Linked DNA regions of Ovis aries: region 1 is linked to region 2. The links are chromatin contacts, called in public Hi-C maps. All regions are on one chromosome and are shown on one strand. Each heading gives the region's core, a stretch centred on a gene start, on an enhancer-like site or on the middle of the called end of the contact. The rest is flanking DNA. Distances are from core to core; before and after follow the strand shown.

Region 1 (2,784 bases), core at 48-2,547, 280 kb after region 2:
ATTGACGGATAACTGACATGTAATAATAGTTTCAGGTGTACATAACTCATTATTTGTATATTTGATGAAGTGATCACCACAATAAATCTAGTTAACATCCAGAACTTTACTCTGAACAATGAAACCAGTGTTAAGATGGAGAAAGAAATCCTTTTTAGCCCAGCTTGAGCCCAGGAAGTGCAGGCGTTCCCAACCCCCTGGGCCATGGACCAGTACCGGCAGGTGCCCTGTTAAGAACTAGGCCACACAGCAGGAGGTGAGCAGCGGGCGAGCAAGTGGAGCTTCATCTATATTTACTGCCACTCCCTATTGCTCGCATTACTGCTTGAGCGCAAGAAAACAAGCTCAGGGCTCCCACTGATTCTGCATTATAGTAAGCTATGTAATTACTTCATTATACATCACAATGTCATAATAATGAAGCGCACAATAAATGTAATGTGCTTGAATCATCCCGAAACCACACCCACTCCCCAACCCCCATTTGTGGAAAAACTATCTTCCACAAAACCAGTCCCTGGTTCCAAAAAGGTTGGCGACTGCTGATGAAGCGGAACGGTCATTTCCATTTGTTACGTTCTAGTGCCACCACATGACCCTTTTGTTCCTTGCACATTTATGCCCAAGAATAACAATCACAGGCTCTACTTGTGAGCTCAGCCTTATAATTACAGTTTTCTTAAGGATTAATCACATAGATGCTAAAGAAATACAAACGTAAATACCGAGACACTATTTTCACTGATCAAATTAGCAAAAAGTTTTAAAAAGAAAAACTGCCCACCTTTTGGGAGGATGCAGTAAAGGAGACATCTGTTTCTGGTAGGAATAAGGTTTCGTGAAGACCTTTGGAAATCACAGTAGGTGATGGAACCAGGGGGGTCAAACCCAGACTTGTTATTTATCCAAAACCCATGTTTTTAATCGTATTACGTTGACTTTCCTATACAGAAACATTTTTCTCAACAAGCCAAACAAAGGCAAATGAATTCTAGTATTATCAGCTCCAGTTTATTCACAAGTAGAACCAAAAGAAGTGTGATTAACATTTCTGTGTGCTGGGTGGAAGGTTTGCAGCTTCACGCAGCCCTTCCAGCCAGCTTCCTTCCTGTCCTGCCAGGGGCTTACAGCCTGCAGCCTTCATCTCTCAGGCTCCTTGCCAGATGGCTTCTGTTTAGCTCTGTCATTTCTTGGCACAGGCACGGGAATTAGAAGGTTGCTGAAAGCAAAATGCTGCTGTTTTTTTTTGCCTACTGGAGGGGGGGCTTGGCAGTGCAGCACTAGCGGAGGATAACCAAGGGCTGCAGGGGCAGCAGTGCCAGGGGGAGGAGGCTCAGTCTCTGGAACAGCAGCATCCCCGGCTCAGAGCCAAAGCAGCTTCTTCTCTTTTTTTTCCCACTTTATGTGCTGCTGCAGAATCTTAGTTCCCAGACCAAGGATGGAAGCCGAGCCCCCTGCATGGGAAGCACTGAGTCTTCACCACTGGACCGCCAGGGAAGTCCCCAAAGGCAGGTTCTGATGTTAGGCTAATAGCCCCTTCCCTTTGGCTTCTCCAGTGCCCCTTCTTCATCTCCCTTTTGCCTTTCAGTCCTCTTGACACCTTTGTAATCAGTTCCTGACACTCAATCCTTCTCCGCTTCAACTATCTAGAGTGGTTTCTGTACATCTGGCTGGCCACTGATGGATACACACGGCAGCAAAGATTATAGACATATTTACTCGAATGACTATCAGTTAAAAAGACTGATATTCTGGGACTTCTCTGACGGTCCAGTGGTTAAGACTTCAGCTTCGAATGCAGGTGACATAGGTTTGATCCCTGGTCGGGGAGCTAAGATCCCACAGGCCTTGTGGCCAAGAAACCAAAACATAAAACAGAAACGATATTGTGACAAATTCAATAAAGACTTAAAAAAAAAAAAGAAACTGATATTCTTATTTACATAGGTGGAAGAGAAGGATGTAAGCAGTTGCTTTACTTATTGGGAGAACAAAATACTTTTCTTCATATAGAGTACAAAAAAACAGAGTCTCTACAAGTTATGCACGTAACTGGCAAGGAAAAGATTTATTAATTTGGGACATGAGTTGTTTATCAGGCAGTTCTGCTGTTATTAAGCATCTTAGTTATTACTTCTTGGGGAATATTTGACAATAGCTATTGCACACAGATTGCACAATTTAAAAACTGTAATAAATAGTGTCAGTTATTAACAGATTCCAAACTTCTTGTTCTTCTTGAAAAAACTTTGATCTATTAGGATCCATTAAACATCTAAATGGGAAGAAACACAAGCATTTTTATGAGTGTCAGTGTTTTAAACAGAAAATTGTTTGACAAACTACAGAAAAGGCTTAACTATATTGCTAAAAATCTATGTATGAGGTTATTTTGCATTTTAGACAACTATGATCAGAGAAAAACAGATACATTCTAAGGGCCACAAACTTGCCTCCTGAATCAATACTCTCCCTTTTTGAAAAAAGTAATCTTACGCCATTGATCACAATAGACTGGAAATGAACAAAGGAAGTTACTAATGGATGTTAACAAAATGTAGGCTAAATATTTTAATATGCTTGATCTGGACCAATGGAAGAAAAAACCACAATAACCTAATTATGTTTACTAAAACTACCAAAACAAGATCAAAATGAAAAATTTTACCTTATACTTAAGTTCAGAACAAGACTAAAAATGATTTATGTGCGGTTTTTATACACAAAAGCATTTGGGAGAATGCACATGAACATGTTAACAGTGATCTTATCTCTGGTTCCTGA
Region 2 (3,006 bases), core at 440-2,939:
ATTGATCTATTTGTCTCTTGTCAACAACGCCCTGTCCTGATTATGGCAGCTTTAGAGTAAGTCCTGAAGTCAGGTAGTGTCAGCACAATGACTCTGTTTTGCTCCTTCAATATGATGTTGGCTATTCTCACACAGCAAAAATGAGAGAGCCTGAATCTGGTCCCAGCTCTGAGTCACTCTAGCTTTTGGTTAATCCACCCAGGAGCTTCTCTTCCGGTACAATTATATATTTGCTTTTGTTTTTGCACAAACAGTATCATACTTCAGCTTGATTCTATCCCTTGTTTTTACTCAACACATTCAGGTCATTTCATACCTTTCTGTAACTTTTGTGTATAGATTGACACAGGGTTTTTTTTTTTTTCCCCCTGCTACAGGGTATTCTGTTGAGCATGCTCTGTAATTATTTGGCGAGTTCCCACCAGACTTTTGCTCTTCCAGTAACTATCTGCAAACTAGTATCTTCCGCTCCCTCCACAAGTCTATCTATAGAAGAACTTCCTACTGGCTCAAAAAAAAAGTGCATTTACAATTCTGCACTTGGCCAGATCCCCTTGAAAGAAGCTGTCCCATGTGAGGAGCAGAGGCTGTTTTAAATTCAGGGGGTGTTTTCAATCTCTGACTGAAGGCTGGATAGAGACAGGGGCATATCTTGTCTGCCCCACCCACAACCCCTCTGGGCTTGAACTACTCTCCTGCCCATGAATGGAATCCCTCTTCTGTTCCTCAAATGCCAGGTGGGTTCCCACCTCAGAGCCTTTCCACTGGCAGTTCCTTTCACCTAGAATACATCCCCTCCCGATCTTTCCATGGCTTCCTTTCTCCCCTTTCACCTTCCTCAGGAAGCCCTTCCCAGTGGGAAGCTGACCCATGGCACTTTCCATTGCCTCACTGGATTTTATTTACTTTACAGGAAATAAGTAATAACCTGGCACTACCTGAGATGATCATACCGTATTTACTTGTTGATTTTCCGCACCCCACAAAGAATGGGAGTTTTCTTTTTTCACACCCAGCATCGAGCACCTAGACCCCAGCGATCACGGAGGACATGTAGGTTCCCTCCTCTCGCCCACTTCCCACCACTCTGCTCTATTTTTCTCCATGAAATGTATTCCCTTCCAACAAGTATAATTTACTTATTCATTATGTGTATCGCTTGACTCTCTCACTAGAATGTCAGCTCCAGAAGGGCAAGGATCTTGTTTTGTTCTCCACAGCATCTATTAACACTTAAAAGAGGGCACAGAGCATAGTGCCTTTCCCCAAATATTGGTTGAATGAATGAGGATCATAACCTCCTTCCTCCAGGGCTGGCAAGGCTGTCCCTCTGGAGCAAAAGTCAGACTAAAGAGCAGGCCCCCCGCAGCAGGTGTGGCCATTTCCTCCTGCTCAGAATGGGCCTGAGGCCTCTAAGGGGTGCAGCCGGAGCTGAAGGGCCTTGGCCTTGAGGATGGGGGCGGGGCTCGCCGCAGGTGGGGGCGGGCGGGTAGTCCTGGTCACGCCCCCACAGAGGCTCCGCCCAGCGGGAGGCCCCTCCCCGCCCATCAGCGGGCCTGGGTGCCGGCCCTGCCGGGTTTGCTCCGACCTTGCTGCGGCGCAGCCCGGGGCGGGAGGCCCGGAGGAGCAGCGGGAGGAGGGAGGAGCGGCGGGGGAAGGGAGGGGCGGAGCGAGCGCAGCGCCGGGCTCAGTCTCCAATGAGCCGCGAGGAACCGGCGCCCCTGAGGACCCCAGCCCGCTGCTCTCCCTCCCCACGGCCCACCTGGTGCCAGGTAAGGGAACAGGTAAGAGTGCAGCGCCCTGGGCCCCCGACCCAGATCTTTCTCAGGTCGAGGTGCTATGCCGGCACAGGCTGGGGGGCCACTTGGCTCTCCCTGTCCCGGGGGTGGAGTAAAGGCATCTCGGTAGAAAGTGGGAGCCTCCTGGGAGCCTTCCTGGCCCCCGCCTTGGGACCCCAGCGCCCGCAGTCGCAGGTCCCAGCCCCCCATCCCTGCAGCATCCTTTCCACACCGCAAGGAGATTGCATTTTTTTTTTTTTAACCTTTCAGGTGCCGCCACCTCTTGGAAAATGGTGGGGGTGCCTTTTGAGGGTGGATCCTGGGATGACTGTTCCCCAAGGATCTGACTGGCAGCTCTAACGAGGGCTCCCCGCACCCTCCAGCGGCCGTGCTCATAGATCCTAAGAGCCTGGATATATCAGAAACCTGGGGGCAGGCCTGGGCCTGCCGACCTTGGCGAACCCCTTCCCCCGACTCACCCTGGCTGGCCATTGGGTTGAGCCTTCTCTGCCTCCATCCTGGCAGTTAAGCCTGTGGGTTCCCAAGGGTCTCTGCCTTGTTTCTAAGCCTCTGTTAAAGCAGGGTGCCCCTCCCCAGACCTGAGGTTAATTAAAATAGCTTTCAGCTGGTCTGACAGGATTCCCCGCCCACTGCCCCGCCCCCTGGAGACTGGCTGGCCTCCATTCCCTTGCTTCAGGCGGGCAGGTGCCAGGTGACAAAAGGAGGCTGGCAGGAAGGCCACTGTAGCTCCCCAGTTCGCTTCACCTACCGCTGAGAGTCATCTGAAACAACTCGCAGAAGGCCCAGCGTGGGCTAGGGAGCTCAGCAAAAGTGGGAGTCAGGGAGGAAGAAGTCCTGGCCCTGCATCCAGAGACCCCACAGTGACACCGTCCCACAGCACCGGCCCCAGTCAGCTGGACAATACCACTGGGGGTGAAAAGTTCACCCCAGAAGTTGAACTGAACTGGGTGGGCCCCTCCAGGTCCTTCATGACGCTTTCTTGGGAGCCCTGCGTAGCTCATGGGTCCCAGAGAGTGAAGTGTGGATTTCACCTGTTCTCTGCGGGTCATTTGACTTCCCCAAGCCTTTGTTTGCCTACCTGTAAAATGGGAATGATAACTGAGAGACCCTCTCTGAGTAGCAGTGAATAATCAGAAAGGGAGGTGCCAGGCACTTAGCACATTGTCAAACACTTAGCAATACTCCTTAAACGTAAACAGTAGCTGTC

Evidence for each region. Hi-C and Micro-C count contacts between places; a contact is called where the count stands out from the background.
Region 1: a contact with region 2 is called in a Hi-C map of tail adipose tissue, with 4 times the contacts expected there. The contact joins the enhancer-like site here to the promoter of ABCB9 in region 2. A contact is called at or near these places in 5 of 16 Hi-C or Micro-C datasets (hypothalamus, liver, omental adipose tissue and 1 more).

The regions. Positions count from the first base shown.
Region 1 is chr17:52,890,069-52,892,852 of ARS-UI_Ramb_v3.0, forward strand. KNTC1 (kinetochore associated 1) reads right to left here. Exons shown (of 61, transcript XM_060401137.1): 61 at 2,044-2,784. Among named protein-coding and RNA genes, the nearest start is that of HCAR2, 54 kb to the left of the region's middle. Within about 2 kb of position 1,298, at least 19 of the 54 cell types and tissues checked have an H3K27ac peak or open chromatin away from gene starts, as enhancers often do. A contact at or near this core is called in hypothalamus and tail adipose tissue, where this site is marked.
Region 2 is chr17:52,606,994-52,609,999 of ARS-UI_Ramb_v3.0, forward strand. It overlaps ABCB9 (ATP binding cassette subfamily B member 9), which reads left to right and starts at 1,690. Exons shown (of 12, transcript XM_027956446.2): 1 at 1,690-1,784.